3 separate regions of the Mus musculus genome follow, and all the other regions are linked to region 1. The links are chromatin contacts, called in public HiChIP or PLAC-seq maps. All regions are on one chromosome and are shown on one strand. Each heading gives the region's core, a stretch centred on a gene start, on an enhancer-like site or on the middle of the called end of the contact. The rest is flanking DNA. Distances are from core to core; before and after follow the strand shown. Region 1 has its middle 11 kb from the start of Gm39240. Region 2 has its middle 6.2 kb from the start of Psmd7. Region 3 overlaps Wwp2 (WW domain containing E3 ubiquitin protein ligase 2).

Region 1 (4,158 bases), core at 1,067-3,566:
TTCATCTCCTCAACCCTTACACCAGCCTACACTTGTCTTTCTCCTTTAAGTCAGCCTAGTGGCAGTGTGATGGGAATACACTTGTGGACGTTGAAAGCACCTTCCATCTGGGTCTAGACCATTAAGACCAGCCAGTGCTCTTAATCAGGTTCGGTTCCCAGCACCCACCCCACATGGCAGCTCACAATCGGCTGTCACTCCAGCTCCAGGAGATCCGACACCCTCACACAGACAGACATACATGCAGGCAAAACACCATTCCTAAGACAAAAATAAATACATCACTTAATTACTTTTAACAAAAGAAAGAAAAAAGATTTCTATCAACCCCTCTGTGGTTTACCTCCAAAACTTAAAACATTTTTAAAAATTGTGTTTGTGGGTGTGTGCTTCCCTTGTAAGTAGAGCTGGCTGTGGAGGTCAGGAGAGGATGTTGGCTTTCCCTGGAGCTGTGGCGACAGCTTCCCAGTGAGTCCTCTGCAAGAGTAGTCTGTGCTCTTTAACTGTTGGGCGTCTTGCCAGGCCTTCTGAGTATTATATTTTATTCTTTTTTTTTTTTTTTTTTTTTTTTTTTTTGGTTTTTCGAGACAGGGTTTCTCTGTATAGCCCTGGCTGTCCTGGAGCTCACTTTGTAGACCAGGCTGGCCTCGAACTCAGAAATACGCCTGCCTCTGCCTCCCGAGTGCTGGGATTAAAGGCGTGCGCCACCACGCCCGGCTTTCTTTTTTTTAAAAATAAGTTTGTTGTGGCTTAGCAGGTAGTGACAGGAAGCTTACTAGAAGTTCAAGATCTCAGCCTGGACTACATAGTAGGACTGTCTCAAAACAACAACAACAACAACAAGCATGGCCCAGAGGTTAGGAGCACCTGTCTCCTGTTGCTCTGGCAGAGCACCCGAGTGACCCCAGAACACCCACACAGTAGGTCTCAAACATCCCTAACTTCAATTCCAGCAGATCCAGCATCTTCTAATGACCTCCAAGAGTATCAGGCAAAACCACTCATATATACATATGTATATGGTTTACATGTATACACACAGGCAAAAACACTCAGACCCACAAAAATATAATAAGTATAAATATTAAAATGATAATAAAAATGTAAATGGGGTCAGGTGTGGTAGCATATGCTTTTTTAGAATTCTTTTCTCGTTAAAAATTTTTTTCACACAACATGTTTTGATCATTTTTTTCCTTCTCTCAATCCCTCCCCAGATCTTTACTGCCTTCTTGCCTTTATTTTTCTGTTCTCTATCTTTCTTTTTCAGAAACAAACAAAAACCCAAAGAAACAAGAACAAAAGTCCTCACAGAACACACACGCACACACACACACACAATGAAAATCAAAATAAATAGGAAGACCAATAAGACAAAAAAAAAAAAAGAAAAGAAAGAAAGAAAGAAAGAAAAAGAAAAAAAAAGCTAAAACAAAGTAAAATGAAACAAAAAGTTCACAAAAATACTCCAAGGCTTATTTCTCCAAGGCTTGGGACTGCTCTGAGGGCTGATATATAAAATAAAGCTCCGGGGGGTGGGGGGTTGGAAAAAAAAAAAAAAAATAAAGCTCCATTGGAGAAAACTGTTTCCCCCTTACCAGAGGGTGTCAATTACAGATAGTTTACAGATCCTGTCCACTTTCTTCTTTCAGTATTGAGACCCTGGGTGGCTTGTATAGGCCTATACCATTAATCCCAGCTCTCTGGAAAGAGAGGCAAGAGATCTCTGAGCTGGAGGCTAGGTCAGCCTGGTCTACAGAGAGAGGATTGGTTTCAAATCACCAACCAACCAACCAACCAACAACAATAAATAGGGGGCTGGAGAGATGGCTCAGTGTTTAAGAGCCCTTGCTGCTTTCGCCGAGAACCCGAGTTCAAATCCTAGCACCCTCTGTGGGACGTTCGTATCTGGCTGGAACTCCAGCCCCTGGGGATCAGAAACAGCCTCTCCTCTGGCTTCCATGGTCATCTCCATGGTGCCATGGTTACATGACATACCCACACCAAGATGTATATCTACATACACATAATTAAAAGTAATAAAAATATTTCAAAATGTGTGTGTGTGTGTGTGAGTGTGTGTGCATACAGGTATGTGTGGAGGCCAGAGGACAATCCCAGAAGCCAAAAGGCTCTCTCGATGGCCTGGAGCTCACTAACTGGGCCAGGCTGTGAGCAGCAAAAATCCACCTCTTTCTGCTTTCTCAGCACCTGGATTGCAGTCACACCCAGCTTTTTACAAGGGTTTTGGGGATCTAATTCAAGGCTTTGAATTTGCAAGGCGAGCACTTTACTAACTGTTGCCCTAGCAACAGTCTTTAAAAAAAAAAAAAAAAAAAGATGAGGCTGAGCGAGAGGCTGAAAGGGTAGCATGCCAGTGGTGTGTGTGGAGGTCAGAGGGCAACATTCAGGAGTCAGCTCTCTCCTTCCACCATGAGGTTTCAGGGATGGAAAGTCAGATCGGCAGGCTTGTGCGAAAGGTGCTTTTACCATCTGAACTGTCTCTCTCTCCCTCACCTACCCCATCCTCATGACTCAAGATGTGGCCATGCTTGGCCAGAAACTCAACATATTGTCAGGCTGAAGTCAGAGATCTGTCTGCCTCTGCCTCAAAGGAAAGGCTCAAAGTGGCCTTGCTTGTAGCCAAGGACAGTGTCAGAGTTCCTGATCCTCCTGTGTCAAGTCCTCATGGGTGGGATCACAGGCAGGCATCACCACATTGGTTTTCTGCGGTGGTGGTCTGGAACCCAAGCATTCAACCAGCGGTGCTACAGCCTCAGCCCCATGTGTAACCTTTTATCGAATCTAACTCTGATGTTTGAGAATGGCGAACAACAGGGCTCAGGTGCATTTTATTTTTCTATGAGTATCGGATTCATTGACCTTCTTTAAGAAAATCCCCTTCCGGGGCTAACAGACCCACGGCTCAGAGTTTAAGAACGCACACTGTTCTTGAACGGTGGGTTCAGTTCCCAGCATCCACACGGTGCCTCACAACTGCCAGCAAATCCAGTTTCAGACAATATGATACTTTCTGGTCTCCATGGATACCTGCACACATGTGATACATACCAACTCACTGTAAAAATCATAAACATAGAAAACCAAAAGCAAAACCCCTCATTTCTGAAGTGCTACTTTTGTTACGGATCAAGAGGCCCGGGTATAGGTCTGTTTCTAGGGCTACAGAAATTAGAAAGCTAATTGAGTATGTAAGAAAAAAAAAAAAAAAAGAAAGAAAGAAAAGTGAAGACCACGTGACTAAACAGCCCGTGGGCCTTTAACTCCCTGGGACCCCTGGACTGGTGGGAGATCAAACAGGAAAGCAGCTAGATATTCTGACCCAGGAAACCTCAGGCAGCAGTAGTAGTATTTTTTTTTTCCTTTTGTTGTTCGATTTCAAGTGTCGGGGAGTACAATGGAAAGAACATCCACTTGGGGCAGGAAATGCCAGGGAAAGAGCCCAGAGGACGTGACATTTGGGTGGGTCATGAGTGACGATGAAATCTGTCATCTCTTTTTATGACTGTAATCTGCTGTCTACCGTGCGTTTCCCACCCGCGTTTCATCTGCATTATGTCTTATCTGATTTAGAAGGGCCCACAGGGAACTGTATCCCGCCCCCTCCCAACCCCTCGCCCCAGAAGATCTGAGAGCTGGGGCTGGTTCTGGGTTTGTCAGACTCAGCTGTACTTCGTAAAGGCCTGGGCTGGGCCTTTAAATTTTTTTCTGTAACTGTAGTGCCACAGGATTCCTGAGTTTCACCCACACACAGGCTCCCTACCCGAGCCCCAGCTGGCTGCCAACACCCACACTAACCAACTAACCCCCAGCAACACCGCCTTGGCTGTGTCGAAATTCACACCACACCATACCTCCCCGGGTCTGGAAGAAAGGCACAGGGTCTTGGTGCTGTGCAGACACCCTGATAAGGCTCTGGTGAATAACCCGTGAGTAACAGGAAATCAGGAAACAGGAGCTGCCCCTGTAGCAAGAAACGGGAGGGTGGATGGCTGTTCGCACAGTGGTCTGTACACCGGCACCGTGGACGCGCCCTTCAGTGTCGAGATTCCAGTTTCCTTCCCTGACTGGGGGATGAGAATGGAGTTCACAGAAGGCAGCTGTGGATTTCCAGTGAAACTCCCTGGGACATTCTGA
Region 2 (4,158 bases), core at 1,130-3,629, 480 kb after region 1:
ACATAGAATGAATATAAAGAAGACCACTTGAAATAATAAGGAAGGCTTTTTTTTTTTCATGCTGTCCCCTGGTTTTTAAAATATGGAAATGGCTTTTGAGATAATCCCTGACATTGGAGCCACTGCCAGCGGCTGAATTCCCTCTCAGTAATGCAGAAGAGATGGCAGCTATAGGAAACCTGCTGTCTTTTGTTCAGCAGATTCTGGACTTAACTTTTGGGGGACCTGATGAGATTTTAAGGATAATCTGGTTTTCTCTTCTTTGATCATTTCTGTCTTTAGTTTAGGGAGTTAGTCTCCTGGACCCAGGATCTTGAAAGAGTTCTCAGAAGAATAATGGTCTTATAACTATTCTAGCAATACTTTGAGTTTGGGGGGCCTCAAGTTTTCATCTTATTGAATTTAGAAGAAGGAGGAGAGGAAGGAGATGCAGGAGGGTGAGGAAAAGGAAGAAGAGGATAAAGAGGATGAAGAGGAGGAGCAGGAGGATGATGAAGAGGAGGGAGAGGAGGAGGAGAAGGAGAAAAAGAATAAGGCAACAGCAACAGCAACAAGGGATTTACCTCTAGCCCAAGTCTGTGTCCATTGCTGGGTTTCAGAGATGCCCATCCTTGGGAACACCTGGTAATTTAGGCTCTTCAGAACTACATTTGCCCAAGACCCAGGATGGACCTACCCTAAAGAGTTAGATTGGTTTGACCCAGTTATACAGCCTCAGATTTTGGGAGAGAAAAACAGCCATCATTGAGACAGTGGGAATTTGCACCCAGATGTGACTTTTAAGCTCAGCCCCTCATGACCTTAGGTCTGAACTCAGAGCGCTAGGTTGCTAAGCTCTGAGGGGAAACTAGAACTCTTTCGGGAACATGTTGAGAGATAACCAGACCCAGGTATGGGCACTGCTCCCAATATTTCTCTAACTGAACATAGCCCAGAAATGAAGACAAACATTTCCTCACTTAAGAAGCTTGGCTGCTTGAGGTGCCAGCACTGTAGCCTTGGTTGCACCAGGAGACTGGTATTTGTAAGAACGGCTGGTGTCTGGCAATGCCAGCAGGTCTGCGGGATGTAGAGACACGCAATAGCTGGGAGCCCTGAGCAGGTAAAAATGATGCCAAAGAACACCACGTAGAACTTCCCAAGCTTGCGCATGTGCAACTCTTTTGGAGTCCCAGAAGTATCTGAGGCTGGAGAAGCAAGGGAAAATCACAGGCTATTATTTAGCCATTGCCGTGACAAAATACAGTTAACAAAAGGAAGTTATGAGGGCCAGAGAGATGGCTCAGTAGTTAAGAGCACTGGCTGCTTTTCCAGAGGTCCTGAGTTCGATTCCCAGCACCCACCTGGTGGTTCATAACCATCATGTCTGAGGGAATTTAGTGCTCTCTTTTGGCCTCACTGGGCACCAGACAGGGACATACAGGCAAACAAATATCCACACAGATTACATAAATACATAAAGAAGAGAAAGGAATGACAGCTTTAATTCTCAGTGTGACACAATCTAGACGGAAGGGGTTAGTTTGGTTCAAAGTTCATCCTGGAAGCTCAGGCGTGGCAGCAGGGACTTGAGGCAGTTGTTTGTAAGTCTTTGTGAAGTCAGGAAGGAGAGAGAGCGAGAGCGAGAGAGAGAGAGAGAGAGAGAGAGAGAGAGAGAGAGAGACAGAGAGACAGAGAGACAGAGAGACAGAGAGACAGAGAGAGAGAGGAGGAGGAGGAGGAGGGGAGGGGAGGGAAAGAGAGGGGAGGGGAGGGGAGAGGAGAGGAGAGGAGAGGGAGGGGAGGGGAGGGGAGAGGAGAGGAGAGGAGAGATAGGGGAGAGGAAGGGGAAGGGGAGAAGGAGGGGGAGAATGAGGAAATCATGCTGCCCACAGTTAGGGTGAATCTTCCCAGCTCAGTTAACCTCACCTAGATAACCTCTTACACACACGCCCAGAGATTTGTCTCCTAGTTTACTCCAGATCTTGTCACATTGACAATAGTAACTATGACCCAGAAAGAAGTCTAATGGCTAATGAAGCACCAGTTACATGGATGTACAAACCGGTTACATGTATATACAAAATAGCACCTCAAAGTATCTGTTAGCTGTTTTTTTTTTTTTTTAAATGAACATTTTTCTTAGGACTAATCTTTTAGATTTTCTATTACCTTATAATCCAAGTAAGAAAACATTCTTATCTTCTAGCAATCAAACTTATTGGCATACAAGAAAATACTAAGAAATAAAAAGTAACACCTTGGTAGTCTGTAGTGACACAAAGCATATTCTGGGCATAGCTGTGTCTGTGTGCACCGGGCTGTGCTAATGCCGTAATGGGCCTATCTATCTGCTGTAATGGAGGTCATCTTTGGAAGACTGTTAATGGGCTTCCCGCCCCTTGCTTTTCTCATGCAAACCATTTAACTCTGGTTTGTGGGTGGCATCTGTCTGTGAGGAGGGTGCAGGCCAGGACAAAGTGAGGCAGAAAAATGTTTAGCTTCAGATAAAAAACCAGAAACGGTTTCGTGAGTAATGGCGAGAGCTCTGTAAGCTAGAACATTGTCTGGAGGGAGAGTTTTCTGTGTTTTGTTTTGTTGTTTTGAGACAGGATACCATGGAGTCCAGATTGACCTCAAGTCCCTTGAGGCTTGGTGACTTTGATGACCTTGAACTCTGACCTTCCTGCTTCCCCCCTCATTGTGATTAAAGCCTTGGACCACCACACACAGCTCTGACATTTTGTTTTCTGATTTTTATCATTTCTAGCCTAGGCCCCTGGGCTCTCGGTTGGTTTGTAGGACCCTCCTGTAGTTTTAAGAACTGCCGGTCCAGAGAGACAGTTCAACACTTGCTCTTGCAGAGGACCTGGCTTCCATTCATAGCATCCACTTGACAGCTTAGGGCCATGGCATCTCTAGTTCCAGATGATCTGACACCCTCCTCTGGCCTTTTGGGTATGAGTTATGTCATATGTGGTACAGATGTCTATATTCAGGCAATCACTTATATACAGAATTAAATGTGTTCGCAGCGTCATTCATGTTCTTGTCTTAAAATAATATTGCATACATGTTCAAATGTTAATATGAAATATGAATAGATCACACTTCAGAAGGAACTCCCGAAAGGAAATAAACCAAATGGCTCAGAGTGGTTGCCTTGGGATGATAATGATGCGTTTCCTTCCTTCCTCCCCCCCCCCACACCTTTCTTTCTTTCTGTGTATACAAGTATGTGTGTGCATGGGTAAACATTCATGTTATGTGCATTTGTGTGGGGGCCAGAGGTCAAGTCATTCATCTATTGCTCTCCATCTTATTTATTTGGTTTCACTTATTATTATTATTATTATTATTATTATTATTATTATTATTATTATTTCTTTTCTGTGTAGTCCTGGTGTTGTGATGGTTTGTATATTCTTGGACCAGGGAGTGGCACCATCTGAAGGTGTGGCCTTGTTGGAATAGGTGTGACCTGGTTGGAATGGGTGTGTCACTGTGGGTGTGGGTATAAGATCCTCACCCTAGTTGCCTGGAAGTCAGTCTTCCACTAGCAACCTTTGGATGAAGATGTAGAACTCTCAGCTCTGCCTACACCATGCCTGCCTGGATACTGCCATGCTCCCACCTTGGTGATGATGGACTGAACCTCTGAACCTGTAAGCCAGCCCCAATTAAATGTTGTTTTTAGGGCTGGCGAGGCTCAGCGGGTAAGATCACTGACTGCTCGTCCAAAGGTCCTGAGTTCAAATCCCAGCAACCACATGGTGGCTCACAACCATCTGTAATGGGATCTGATGCCCTCTTATGGTGCGTTTGAAGACAGCTACAGTGTACTTACATATAATAAATAAATAAATCTTTAAAAAAATGTTTTTATAAGACTTGCATTGGTCATTGTGTCTGTTCACAGCAGTAAAACCCTAACTAAGACACCTGGCTGCCCTGGAACTAGCTCTTTAGAGCCGGCTGGCCTTGAACTCACAAGAGATCCACCTGCCTCAGCCTCCCGAGTGCTGGGATTAAAGTTGTGCATCACCACCCCACATCTTATTTTATTTTATTGGCGACAGGTCTCATTGCATTACCCTGGCTATCCTGGAATTCACTATGTAGACCAGGATGGTCTTGAACTCACAGAGATCCGTCTGCTTCTGCCTCCTGAGATTAAAG
Region 3 (4,158 bases), core at 1,182-3,681, 410 kb after region 1:
AGCTTGGTGACATCCTAGGAAGACATGTTGGTTTCAGCTGACAACTAGCATTAGCCACGTGAATCTGGCTATTACTCAGTTACGTATAACCTTCACTCACACTGAAGGGTGTGCAAAAAGGCGAGTGAGCAAGCTTCTTCCACCTCCGAGTGCCAGAACCAGTGCCTACTAGGCCTGGTTTTATAAAGCTCACAGTTGTTGTCTAATCTGAGTAGGCTAGTATCACAGATACAGTGTTTTTGTCTGACATGTGAAATCTAGTAAAAGAAAACATTCTTATTCCTGTTATCTTTAAGTATGGTCTATGCATTTGCAGTGAATGAGGAACCTACTCCAGCCAGTGAACCTGAAGAATCGTCGGTTGTTGGTGTAACATCCCTGCCTGCAGCAGCCTTGAGTGTGTCCTCAAATCCCAACACAACATCTCTCCCTGCACAGTCCACACCAGCAGAGGGAGAGGAGGCCAGCACTTCCGGGACACAGCAGCTCCCTGCTGCCGCCCAGGCCCCTGATGCTCTTCCTGCTGGGTGAGTAGTCTTGTGTTCCATCATGGCACTCTCCTCACCAGGTTAGAAACACTGTGGTTGTTGCCCAGTGCTCAGGGGTCTCTGGCAAAGCTGCCATGTATAGAAGCAAGAGTGGTGTCAAAGTGCTTGCTCTGTGTACATCTCACGGAGCACCTGAACCACCCGTGCTGGCCAGTGCTGCTTTATGCTGGGACTTAAGTGGACAGCCTCTGTGGAACAAGGAGCTCATTGCCTTCGTGGGTTGTGGGAGGATGTCTGACTAGTGACTAGCTTTTTCCCTCCTGAGCTTGACCTTGGCAGTCCACAAAGGATTCAGGCTTTAGGTGCTCAGTTGCTGTGACTGTGTTATTTCCTCAGCTGTGGCCAGTGTTAAGTTGGGTACTCGTCTTCTTGCTCTCTTTGTGTAGCAAAGATCTCGACCCAGATGGCAACTCCAGCAAGACAAAGGAAAGCTCATTTTTGACTATGTAGTGAGTGGAGATTAGGACCATGGATTCTGGGAACTGACCACATGGTTCAGTGGATAAAGGCACTTGCTACCAAGCCAGAGTGTTTATGTCCTTTGACAACCACACACACACACCGTATAAACAAATGTAGAAAAAAAATTAAAAGAACATGGGTCCTGTTCCCCCCCCCCCCCCACACACACACACACACAGGATAAACCACACCACACCAGCAGTTGAATCCATTCCTGCACCTCACCCTTGTGGCCTGGCTGTATGGTTTACATGTTGATTATGTGCTGATAGCGAGCATCCCAGTGGAGGGACTCCAGTAAACGGTGTGTGTGAAACATGCGGAGAGACATGCGAGGATTGCTTTGAAGTAGTTTTCAAGGAGACACAAGGCGGGAGACTGCTTCTGACCTGGGAAATGGTCTTATTTCAGTTAAGACTGTGGTCAGGGCTGGTCCCACTGTCCACCCTGGTCATCAGTATGGTACCAAATAAACCAATGTCCCATGCTGGCAAGATGGCTTAGTATAAGGTGCCTGTCACCAAGCCTCACCCCCTGAGTGGAGAGAGAGAGCTGACCCCTGCAGCTTGTCCTCTAGCCTTCACACTTGCCCAGTGGCTCATCCCCTACCCCAAAAAATGCTGTTGTTAAAAAAAAAAAAAGTTTTTGGTGCACAGCTCAGCAGGTGAAGGTACTTACTATCCAGTCTAAGTGCCTGCGCAGTCCCAGTCCCTGCGTGGAGGAAAGGGCTGAACCATCCCACACAGACACACAGACAGAAAGGAAAGTTTCAAAGGAGCCCGTGTCTGTCCTGCTCAGCACTAGTGACCTGTTGAGGCAGGCTTGAGGACGCTGTGGATTCCTTCAGTGGATAATTTGTACAGACATTGGAAAGATGTCACCTGCTTCATTTCTGAACTCTCAGTTGTTAAAAATCCTCTATCAGAAAGTGTGTGTGATTTTTGCTGTTTATACTAAACATTCATGAAACTCCTTTCTCCTGATAATGTGCTGATCAAGTGAAAACCATTGCAGATAGTTCTTATTATCTCAAACCTGAAGAAAACTGGAGTGGTGAGAGGGAGCTTTGAAAAGGCCATTTATTTTTATTATTATTATTATTTGGGGATAATGTGTTTGATTTTGAAAGAAGATTATTAACCAAATGCTTGTGTATCCCTGTAGAGATTTTATTTTCTATTTTCTAAGTGGGAGATTTTATATTGTTCTTATTTTCAAATTTGTGTGCTATAATTTGAGAGAAACAGAGCAGAATCATTTTGGCAAAAAGGAGAGAAAATGGCTGCCTATGTCCCCAGTGAGCTGTTTGTTTTCTTTCCAGAGCAAATGCCTGGAAGGCCGGCCTCACTTCTGTGTCAGTCACAGGCAATTAGGGCTAATGGCTCGACATGTCTTTATGCTGGGCGTGTGAGGCTTACTGTTCTCTGGGATTGGGCACTTCCTGCTCCTAGCAGTTGGAAAACTCCAGGCTCTGAGAATGTTCTTTATTCAGCAGCCCAGGGAAGCCTGCCCCACCCCTTTCCTCTCTTGGCCAGAGGCTAACCACTTTTCTGCGGTGGAGTTTGGACAGTGTCTGTTTCTTAGAGCATTTAGAATGTGACAAGGCTCATGAGAGTGTGGGATGGATGGGGTGAGGAAGTGCTGCTGCCCACTTTTATGTGTAGGATGTTCCAGAGAAGAGTATGGAACCCCCAGTTTTCCAGGGGTACTTGGTACTTCACTCAGTATCTGGAGGACCACGTCAGGGCTCAGAGTTTGCCGCCTTTGACTGAAGCCAGCCACCAGCACTGGTGAGCTCACAGTAGTGGGGACAGCAGACGTTTGGGTTGGCTCTTTGGTATTGGAACCCAGAAAGGACACAGTTTCTATATTGACCCTTCCAATTTGTAAACCTGAAATGCTCTTCAAGAGGGCACTGGGAGAAATCACAGAATACCTTTATCTTTTATGAAAATTTATAAACAAGGCATGTAAACTGAGCTTCTGCCAGTGTCCAAAGTACAGGCCATTGCCTTGACATGATGCATATTTCTTTATTTAGAAGTTTTTAGTTATGTGTTTTTAAAAAAGTTTGTATAAGTGTGTGTATATAAACACACAGAGAAGCCAGAGGACAACTTTTAGAGAGTTTGTCCTTCTAGCCTGTGGGTTGTGAGAGTCAAACTCAGGTTGTGTACTTGGTGGCAAGTGTCTTACCTACTGAGCTATCTCACTGGCCTGCGTTTGTCCATTAGATAGATTATTCATTACTGTTTAAGAGATGGCAAGTCCAGGACTGGGCTTGGCAAATGTAGAGCTAAGTGAGAAATGGTGTGTGCTCAGAATAGTTTATGACGTCTGTTCTGGTCCCACTACGTTCTCTCTCTGGGCACCTGATCCAATCCCTTGGTGTCCTTGAGAACTTGATGCCAGCTCTTATTTCTCTATCTTGGGCCCACTTACTAGCTGTGTATCTTAACTCAATCTATACCAGAACATCCTCTGATCTATCCAAACCTGTCCTGAATATGGTCTACCATTGGCCCAGGAGACCACCAGACCATTGTCTTTCTTTACATTAATTTTTTTAAAGATTTATTTATTTTATGTATATGACTACACTGTAGCTGTCTTTAGACACTCCAGATGAGGGAGTCAGATCTCATTACAGATGGTTGTGAGCCACCATGTGGTTGCTGGGATTTGAACTCAGGACCTTCAGAAGAACAGTCAGTGCTCTTAACCGCTGAACCATCTCTCCAGCTCCTACATTAATCTTTTAAAGTAAAACTCTAAGATGAACTTTCCTGCTTGAAATGCCACATTTCTTCCTATTGTCTCTCAGGATAATTTGTCAAATCCTTAAGTAAGCTGGAAATCTCTGACAAATGGGGCTCCATCTACCTATCGGCCTCCGTGGAAGCCACTCTCCTGTACTCTAAGCTCCAGTCCTAATGAATTAGTTTGAGCCATGAGCTACCATCTCTCCTGACTGAGGATCCTCCCCCATGATGGTTTCTTTCAAAACATCCTCAACGTCTTGACTTTTAATTGCTTAAGTTTCAGGTTAATGACAATCCTCAGGGAGGAATCAGCCTTTCTGATCCCTGTAGACATGGATGGATGGATGCATAGATATATGTAAGATGTGTATGCATGTCTTTTCTCA

Evidence for each region. HiChIP or PLAC-seq counts read pairs in DNA pulled down with a chosen protein or histone mark.
Region 2: a contact with region 1 is called in an H3K27ac HiChIP or PLAC-seq map of embryonic stem cells, with 5 read pairs. The contact joins two enhancer-like sites. A contact is called at or near these places in 7 of 39 promoter capture datasets (the C10 cell line, embryonic stem cells, hippocampal neurons and 3 more), 6 of 484 Hi-C or Micro-C datasets (the F1.1 cell line, cardiomyocytes, embryonic stem cells and 3 more), 9 of 115 datasets of contacts at active chromatin or transcription factors (embryonic stem cells, extraembryonic endoderm stem cells, large pre-B cells and 4 more) and 1 of 9 other capture datasets (embryonic stem cells).
Region 3: a contact with region 1 is called in an H3K27ac HiChIP or PLAC-seq map of embryonic stem cells, with 2.3 times the contacts expected there. The contact joins two enhancer-like sites. A contact is called at or near these places in 2 of 39 promoter capture datasets (liver and pre-B cells) and 3 of 115 datasets of contacts at active chromatin or transcription factors (embryonic stem cells and pancreatic cancer cells).

What each region holds. Positions count from the first base shown.
Region 1 is chr8:107,111,060-107,115,217 of GRCm38.p6, forward strand. No RefSeq gene overlaps it. Among named protein-coding and RNA genes, the nearest start is that of Gm39240, 11 kb to the right of the region's middle. Within about 2 kb of position 2,317, at least 121 of the 459 cell types and tissues checked have an H3K27ac peak or open chromatin away from gene starts, as enhancers often do. A contact at or near this core is called in embryonic stem cells, where this site is marked.
Region 2 is chr8:107,592,627-107,596,784 of GRCm38.p6, forward strand. No RefSeq gene overlaps it. Among named protein-coding and RNA genes, the nearest start is that of Psmd7, 6.2 kb to the left of the region's middle. Within about 2 kb of position 2,380, at least 6 of the 459 cell types and tissues checked have an H3K27ac peak or open chromatin away from gene starts, as enhancers often do. A contact at or near this core is called in embryonic stem cells, where this site is marked.
Region 3 is chr8:107,517,585-107,521,742 of GRCm38.p6, forward strand. Wwp2 (WW domain containing E3 ubiquitin protein ligase 2) reads left to right here. Exons shown (of 24, transcript NM_025830.4): 8 at 317-527. Among named protein-coding and RNA genes, the nearest start is that of Gm51547, 14 kb to the left of the region's middle. Within about 2 kb of position 2,432, at least 106 of the 459 cell types and tissues checked have an H3K27ac peak or open chromatin away from gene starts, as enhancers often do. A contact at or near this core is called in embryonic stem cells, where this site is marked.